Regions from separate parts of the Gasterosteus aculeatus genome. Here region 1 is linked to region 2. The links are chromatin contacts, called in public Hi-C maps. All regions are on one chromosome and are shown on one strand. Each heading gives the region's core, a stretch centred on a gene start, on an enhancer-like site or on the middle of the called end of the contact. The rest is flanking DNA. Distances are from core to core; before and after follow the strand shown. Region 1 overlaps rbms3 (RNA binding motif, single stranded interacting protein). Region 2 overlaps rbms3 (RNA binding motif, single stranded interacting protein).

Evidence for each region. A called contact is a pair of places that touch in the nucleus more often than the background predicts.
Region 1: a Hi-C map of skeletal muscle shows a contact between it and region 2, with 1.9 times the contacts expected there. The contact joins two enhancer-like sites. A contact is called at or near these places in 3 of 6 Hi-C or Micro-C datasets (skeletal muscle and whole body).

What each region holds. Positions count from the first base shown.
Region 1 is chr10:6,474,009-6,478,445 of fGasAcu3.hap1.1, forward strand. All of the region lies in intron 1 of rbms3 (RNA binding motif, single stranded interacting protein), which reads right to left. Among protein-coding and RNA genes, the nearest start is that of rbms3, 28 kb to the right of the region's middle. Within about 2 kb of position 2,918, at least 4 of the 9 cell types and tissues checked have open chromatin away from gene starts, as enhancers often do.
Region 2 is chr10:6,392,970-6,397,800 of fGasAcu3.hap1.1, forward strand. All of the region lies in intron 4 of rbms3 (RNA binding motif, single stranded interacting protein), which reads right to left. Among protein-coding and RNA genes, the nearest start is that of LOC144383545, 77 kb to the left of the region's middle. Within about 2 kb of position 2,707, at least 1 of the 9 cell types and tissues checked has open chromatin away from gene starts, as enhancers often do.

The DNA.
Region 1 (4,437 bases), core at 1,668-4,167, 81 kb after region 2:
GGCCGAAAAGAGGCCCAAAATGGAGAGAGGGAGGAAACAAATGGGTGCTCTGGACGACTTATTAAACAAGCCGGCTCTCAGACCCCTGTGTGATTCCAGTTCCCCTCAAAATGCCAAGACATTTTTGGGGGGTTGATAAAAAAAATCAGCCCTCATCAATGGTTGTGAATCTAAAAATGATCATTTAGCTATAATGTAGCCTTATTGATTTAATCGTAATTCAGTGATTCAGTGTAGCGAATATTTGTATCGATCCGCTGCGGTTTTTATGTTTGTCACCTCGTGAACCCCATTTGATATCACCAGCAGTTATCTTTATAAATGGCTTTTCTGTCTCTTTTCTAAAGACAGAACAAAGTGTTCCAATTATCTCTGCAAGTCCAAGAGTTTAATGTGATTAAACAAATGTGCCACGGCCTTCTGTGAGACAAATACAAAGAAATCCTCCAACTCCGGGTCATTACGGAGTAAAACAAACCAGGTTTTATTAGCGCAATGATAGACATTTTGGAGGTGGCGGGGGAGGGGGAGAGGGGGCAGGGGGGCAAAGTCTCCAAAGCCAACTGCTAAAACACGCACCCGATCCCCAGCGAGGAGATTGGATTCCTACTAGCGGCTCCCGGCAGCACCACCCGGGTCACTGCACAATCTGCACGGGTCAGCGCAGAGGCAGCGCTGCGAGCCGGTTTGCCGCTGTGCATTAACTGGCCTGCGCTAACCCGCAAAACCCGCGCCGCCCGAACAGAGAGAGAGCAGGGGGGGGAGAAGAGGGAACCACGCGCACTCCGTGGACACAGCGAGGGAAAGATTACAGAAAAACACAAGCGTGGTGACGAAATCCTCAAAGTACGTCGGTTCCGAACTCAAGAAGCTACAGTTGGGTTTATGGACTAAATGGCGTGTTACACGTTCGGAGCCGTGCTGGTGTTTCAGGCGCAGGGTAAAAAGAGGTATATTCAGACAAACCATAAGTCACCTAAAAATGAGGGGTTACGTGTCCTTTACCAAATGTTTGTCGGCAGAGGACAACAGATTTGAGGTCAGCATCATCTATATCGTAGACTATACTTCTCATGCGCTCACAGCGGCTTTCCTTGCTGTCTCACATTCTGTGGTTCCTGGCCTCTGGACCTGACGGGAAGCCTTCAGGCTGCGCCGTGTTTGGAAACACGATAGCGAAAAAGAGCATGTTTGGGTCAGACGGTGCCCCGGCTAGCATATACAAGAGCATATAGAGTCAGCGCGCGCCACAAGCCGCAGCTTTATTTAAAAACCTGTCGGTTTGTGAAGAAAGGTCATTCAGGGTTGCCCAAATATCTGAAGCAGCCTTAGGGGGGGAGGAGGGGGGGGGTGTTAAAGGACGACACATGCAAACTAATCCTTGGTCTGCGACAAGTAGGAAACAGAGGAGGGAATGTGGAACACTAGCGGCCCCTTAAAGGTGTCGACACAGAAAGAAAGATTGGCAGTGCTTTGGGACTCCAAATGGCGCCACTTGTATTCTGGCATTTTACAGGTGTAGCTGCCTGCCGGGCCCAGAATTCTCTCCACACTTCATTTCACCCCATTTCTACCACGGGCCTGTGTGGGAGGGGAAGTGGTCACACTGTAAAGACTTGGAATAAGAGCCACTTTGGCTGCACGCTATGATGTGAACGTCACCCCACAATCTGCGTCAAAACATTTTTAACAATACCTTATTATGTCAAAAGGGGCGCGCTCCATCGAGATAGCAGGGAACCCCTCGGGAACGGGACATTTGTGGGGCCTGTGACAATGCTCACCTCTGTAGGAGGATTCATGGGGGCTGTTGACGACCGCCAACAACGAACCACGCCAGCGTAATTATGCGTGTCCATTTGAACATAATATGGGAAGAACACGAGCTGCGTGGGAGCCGGGGGTGACTGCTGCGTGCGTGTGTGTCTGTGCGTTGGAGAAAGAATTCATGTTAGTGTGTGTGTGTGTTGGCTGATTGAATGCGGGTGTCTGTGTTGCATGCTTGTGTGACAAGAGAACAGGAGCCGAGATCTAAAGAACACATGTTTAGGGTCCTTTGCGGAGCAGTGCTTTGAGTTGACAGTGTTATTTGGGTTTGGGTATTTCAAAGGGCTGCTGAGGATAAAAGACACGTCTCTGGAGCTTACGGTTGCTACACATTTTCCTCTTTTCAGATTCCAATATTTCACAGCCATTCACTTTGAGAGATGCTGAGTGCATTGTTTTTAAGGCGAACTATACGGCAGATACTTCATATATGTCGTTTGCAGACTCAAGTAGTTTATATTGGTTTAGTGAAGTTCTAAATATAACTATTTTTTACTCATACTTTTTTTTAAATTTACTGCAGGAATTTATATCCTTCCATGGCAACGGTTAATAAAACAAAAAGCTGTTGCACGGTGACCTCATAACACAATGATGCAAGTGTTTGATTCCTGCCGGAAATTAAATAATTCCAACATCCTTCTTCTTTTTTTTAGTTGTCATAGTTTGTGCCGGGATTTCTATGTACCGTTATAGAGGTTACGCGCCAGATGATTGCACAACCGATCACCGTTAACGTCGGTCACATTGGATGGATGTTAACGACTGATCACATGGGTAAATCATTTTACGATTTGCTTTCTCTTTCAAATGAACTTATCTTGAACTTGTCTAACGGACGTTGCCGAGTACAATTACTGATGGCCAGAGCGGTGGAAATAAGACCGGAGCTGTAATGAACGTAAACGTTTTAAAAGTGTATTTTAAACGCAGCATTCATCATTTAAAAAAGGGCCTTATGATCCCCATGGGCACATAAAATGCTCTGTGCGTTTCCCCGAGCTGCGTGAGGCTCAAGCTGGCGGCGGAGGCACGGAGGCTGGCAGAGTCAGTCAGGGTGACCTCATGTGTTTGGCACAGGGAATGCCTATCAGGTTTCCCTCTGCGCAGATTCCAGCTTGCTCACTGCACACCAGCCCCGGGACAAAACCCCCCCTACGCAACCACCCACCCGCCCTTAGGCCTGTGTGTGTGTGTGTGTGTGTGTGTGTGTGTGTGTGTGTGTGTGTGTGTGTGTGTGTGTGTGTGAGGAAGGGGACATAATTGCATGTCTGTGTGTGTGTGTGAGAGGGACAGAAAGTGAGAGCGAGATAGATAAATTATATGAGATAAATTATTCAGAGGGAAAGAGAGACTGCAGGAGGGTGATCTGTGTGTCAGATCCCTCCGGTGAACTCTGTGAACTCACCAAGGGCTCCCGCCCTTCCTCGCATACACCCCCACCCCCCCCAACACCACCACCTTCCTCAACGATACACATCCAGCACTCATGTTTCCTCTCAGGCTGTTATGTATACACATGGTAATGTGGGCCATTGTTTATTGGGGGGTTTGAAAGTGTGTGAAACATTTGTGGCATTCCATGTGAAGCTGAAGAAACTTTGGCTTGTTGACATCTGATGATATCAATGAATAATAGATGGAATAGAATTGTATAAAATATCAGGGGTCGGGGTTCAATAGCTTTTTAGAAAATCTGAATTTTCTCAGTAGAATCTATTTCAAAAACAAAAAACCACAGTGGTTACTCTGCAGTAGCGTTGTGCGTCCCGCCGTAAGACAATGGGTTAGGTAAGCAAACACTACTGGCAACAGTCGCTACGGCAACACCGCAGAAACACACACCCGGCGGTCCTGTTAATAAAGCCCCGACGGGGCTCAACAGCTTCCCATTTCACAAATCACTGCCATGCACTCACACTGCTCAACACACGCGACACGCCGGTTGGCGCTGCCATCAGCCAGGAGAAAACCAAAGAAAACCGCAACCCTCGAGTGGGCAGCGATGGAGCGGTCGGGGGGGGGGCATCCGGCTGGCTGTTAAACTGCTATCTATAACTAAGCAGATAGGAAGTCCGGACAGGAAGTCTGCATAGCCGGGGCGAGGAGTCTCTAAACAGCGCGACCACGCCGGGTAAGTGGTGGGGAAGCGCTGGCTCGCCATTGCCAGTGTTTATGCAAGGTTCTGAGGAAGGCGGAGTAACGCCAGCTTAGTGATTAATTGCCGACCCAAAGTGCTGAGGACACGCAATCCCCCGCGAATGGCGCCGACTGCAGATCCGACAGGGGTTTATTGCTTTATCGGCTGAATCCTAATGTGACCCTATTCCCTCCCCTCCCTCTGACGGTTCCGGTGGTGCCGAAGAGCACCCCGGAATATTCGGCAAAGTGCCCCTGCGGTTATCGTAGGATGTAGTTTAAATCCTCACCGTTTTGTAGTTTTCAGTGCATTTTCCGTTGATTGCCTGAAATAATAAGCACTGAGCAGCCTGCGTGCACGGGGCTTTGCTACAGCTCTCTGAGGGTTGATAGAAAGTTCCCTATACAGCATTATTCCTCCCAATATGTTGGGGGAAGCATGGCATATGGCGGTTACACAAGCATGCAGCT
Region 2 (4,831 bases), core at 1,457-3,956:
CACAAACACACCCTGCATAACCCACCCTGGCTCATGGGCTCATTTGTTATTCCTTAATGTGCCAGTGCTCACCGGGGAGCGCTAAGGCTGCCACGTGACACCACGGTGCGCGGTGAGTGTCATATGTCTAACTGCAGCAGAAGTACACCGCGCCTCAGCTCTGTCACATCCTCGCCGAGGAACGGCGGCGCGGTGCAGGCAAGAGCCGGGGAAATATTGAAATATATATTAAAGAATTATTTCTCAATGGGAAACAGCAACAGCAATAAAAAAAGTAATAATGGAAGGTGTTGTGCGGGGAAAGCCACTCAGAACAAATCCACATTTATGTGACAACAGTCAGGTTCAGTGGTGGAAGTGATGCAATGATTTTCAATTACAAAACTCTGATGTGGAGAATTAGCTCGCTTTGTCATAAAACACAGGTTCCCGATGCCGCCGGTTTTCTAATAAATAGTGGAAGAAATAAATCCACATTTTATAGAAGCTGATTATTGTTTCTGAAATAAAGGGTTTTAATGTGTTTCCTCAGACACATTTAAAAAAACAAGCTGCTTAAATTGTTTTGACCAGAAAAGAATAAATGCTCATTAACGTCTCATTATTCCCGACGCACAATATGCTTAATAACATCGCAATACAGTTATCTTGAAGTCCATTCGTCAGAGGTCACACAGGGGTCATCAATACTGGTTTAATAAGGTGTTAACATGACAATAGTTATAAATCAATAGGATATAAATCAATGTATTTATGATTGTGGCATAAATAAAAAATGCACACATTGTTGAAAACGTACACATAATTACACAGCCTGCTTGTCTGTACACAGGAGCCGTTTAGCTTCCCGTCTGCTGACAGCTGCCTCTGGGTCCTCCTTAATAATCGCACATTTACATTCTGGACTGCGACATAAATACTTACACTTAAATGAATAAATTATGCGGTGGCCTTGACACAAAATGGTTAGGAGAGAATTATTATTATTTTTTTTTAAGTTAAGTTATGAAAGATAAAGAAGTAAATAAGTTTCCAAGATCTGTTTTGACCATCATGTATTTTCAAGTCAGACTGCTCCGCAGTCCCACTCTTAATGTGCTTCAGGTTTTATTCATTTTTTTTGATAAAAATGAATTTATGGTGACATTCAGTTACGTGATAAAAGCTGCTACTGGTATTATTGTTCATCTTTTATATGGTAAATTCATGTCAAAAAGTGCCCTCAGTAGACTGCGGATCTCGGCCAAGTGCTTCTGCGATGACCACTGCTTTCATGTTGTTGCTTTATGTTGAATGGATACCAACCGAAATTCAAATACACGTCTCACGTATCATTTAAAATATAGGTGTTGTTACAGGCTTAGGAATCAGTCAAGGGAAATACCGTACCATACCATGCAGCTACCACTCCCAAAATCCCCAGAGGGTGATAAAAGCTTAATTGTTCCTAACCTGCAATCACTACACAACAACAGGAATAAATAGTAAGAATCCTCGGTGGTTATTTCCCGCTGCTAAGTGATTCTGTTGACCCATCAAAAAGAGAGGAGTCCGTTTCTGAACCCGAGCCCGATTCCCTGGGTGTGTGTTTCAGCGAGAACGTCATTAGTAGTGGATGACCTATATAGAGGGGGCGGCTGCTTGTTACAGTCTAATTCTCACCCTAAATGGCCTGCGAGAGGGCTTGTTCGGCGGGAGATAATGTGTTTGTTATGGACACTAATGATACAGCGGAAGCAAACTAACGACCCACCCTGGGTGTCCCACCGAGTTCAGTGGCTTCATCACTCCCATTATATGAAAAGTTGGGAGAGATCTGCTCATGGGCGTCCTTTTTCTGGAGAGGGACACAATGAGCGGAGGTAGAGAGAGAGCAGAGCGAATGAGAAGGAAGGAGAAGTCTTTTGCCTACAAGTTGAGGCCATGCACGAAACACACAATGAGTGCGTTGCTAAAAAAAAATAACAACAATGGACTAATGAGAAAGCCTGAGAAGGCTGGTTTGTAAGCCAAACAGCACAGACGAGTTTAGACGGATGCCGTGGGTCTTGGCAGCAGACAGACAGGGACATCAGAATGAAGAATGGAGAAACGGAGGAAAGGACGAGAGGTCGCGGGTCGAGAGTGTGAGGAAGATCCACCGCAAGGTGACTTTAAACGAATCAGATCCTCGGATTTGCACACCTGCTTTATGTCTCCAGATAATTAACTGCCACATGTGTCCTTGAGGGTTTTTAGTATTTCCATAATGATTCCACCATTAATCATCGCCGTCCAGGAGGACGTCTTTTGGTCGAATCCACTGTCACTACAGTCTGTGGCTTCAGTTAAATACCAGAGGAAATAAAAACACAGCGCCGTCGGCATGTTAAGGCCCATTGCACAGGACCGCATGATAAACACACCGAGGTAAATTAGGAGAGACTCGCCCGCCTCTATAAATCCTTCAGCCGTGGCTCATCATCGCGTTATCTGGACAACATCTAATGAGCTCTAAATTTGAGAGCGTTCACATCTCTGCCGTTTGATGCCACAGCTGTCAAAGAACACTTTCATCCCGCCATGACGGCAGTGTGTCTGCACACACTCACACACACACACACACATACGTGTTACAGGAACTTATCCAGCTGACGCCCGCGCAGGGACAAGACGTGGGGTGATGAGTTGCATCTGCTCGAGGAGATTAAGGAACGGCGACGGTAACGAACGATTCCGCGCACCACACTGCGTAACGTCGAGGCAATGGGTGTGAAGGCGCTGGGGAGACGCGGACGGGCACCGAGGGAATGAGCGACTTGCAGAGAGGGAAACGTGTTTACCCTCCCAAGCAGGTCTAAAAAATAGAAAAAAAAACACCCGGCACCAGTCGCCTGTGAAAACAAATCCAGATGACCCGCAGCACTGGCAGCCTGCAAGCCTGTGAACAAAGACATTCTGTGGACTGATATCAGAGCTACGGGGGCCTGCCGGTGTCAAACATGGCTGCAGACAGGCAGCGGGGATTTGTCATATGTCCTTTTTACCAGATTAACAAGACCCGTGTCCTTCCATCTGCCCGACCTTGTTAATTGTGTGTCGCATGATTACGTGCCCGTGCGTGTCCACCATCCCCGACCGTCGGTGCACTAGGATCAGCTGCGGTCGAGACAGTGTTTTTTTGTTGTTGGTTACGGTTGTTGTTGCATGTACCTCCAGGCTGCCCAGGCTAAGTCACGCCACGCTCTCCTCCCTTCTCTCCACTCCTCTGCCTCCCTCTCGCCCTCCTCTCGCTCGACATTCCCGGCTGCTATAATTAGAGTAATTGGAATCAGATGATTGGAAAGGAATGCAGACGGGGCTGCGGGGCTTTCACGCACGGGGAAATCAGCTGGAAGAGAGTCCATTTGAGGGTTGGGAGGCCCGGTGGAGGACGAGGTCCGCCTGTCCCGCATTCAGTTGCTAATGCTTTAACGCAACCAAATAACCCAACGGAGTCTCCACGCCGGTGCCGGCAATACTCATATGCATGATGCCAGGCGAGGCGATGCACGAGGGCAGAGTTCGGCGAACCGTTCCGATGACTGGAGTGTGATTTGTACATAAGTAATAAGTCTCACTTCAATCTCCCTCATCCAACACACGCTTGGGTTTTGGGAGGAGCAACACACAAACATTTCATGGGGGGGTGGGGGATTGGAGCCACAGGGTGGTGGAGGCACACATCGCGTGATGAAAGTTGGATACACACTAGGGGCCAGAATATTAAAGGTTAGAATCCATCGGTGAGAGGGCAAGTTTCATTAAACTGTGCCAGAAGCAAATTCTCCATCCAAGTCGAAAGGGAATGTAAGAGAGAGAGAGAGAGAGAGTGATATGAAAGAGAGAGAGAGAGAGAGAGTGATATGAAAGAGAGAGAGAGAGAGAGAGAGTGATATGAAAGAGAGAGAGAGTTGTATAGCAGGACGCTAGGCTGGTTTCATTCTGCTGAAAGTCACAGTTGAAAGTCAGCCTGATTGTTTGCTGTTTGTGTGCTGTGGCGTGGGAAGCGTATTAGATTCCCTGGAGGCACCGGCAGCTTAATGAAGGAAAGACACACACACACACACACACACACACACACACACACACACACACAAGAGCTGGGACTCCTTGTCAAAAGGGGGCAGTGTTGCCTCTAAGTGTGCGCGACGGAGGGCGTGTGGACGTGGTCTTTGCTTATCTAGTCAAAGACCTGGACCCGCATGCAGCCAACGGAGGTGGATCGAATTAGACTCACCATCCCGAATTCAGCGGCACGTGCCCAGCGAAGCCCAAATGAGAGGCTTGTTCGTCAGGTTCAAGCTCTCCGTCTCATTGCCCGTAACGTCGGGGTTGGAGGTTTGGAGGAAAGCTGCGAGCGCGCCGCCGTTTCTCGCGCTAGTTGCATCTGTCCGTGCGGGCTTGAAATGTGTGAATGCGGCTCTTTTGTTTCTGTCTGCCACGTGCTGCCGGACAGCTCGGAGCCTTTGTCTTCCTGCGATGCTCCCGGATCTCGGTTCGTTACAGAGCGTAATTAGCGTGGTGCGGGCGGGCTCCCCAGCCGACGCACAAAACTCATTAAATTCCAGTAGGCGGCTTCTCTTTTTTTGGGCTTTTTCGCTGGCACGCTCTCTTCGCTCCATATTAATCTTCCTTCCAACTCAAACTTCATTTCTCTGAGATAATGTTTATGGGAGGAATAACCGCCACTGCCCTCGCATGCAATAACACGGCTTCTTTTCCTCTTAAATCCAAATGCGGTTTTGTAATGTTGTGATCCAAGGTCAGGTCTAATGAGTGTCTGGCTAATCAGATGCAAGGTGCCGCCGTG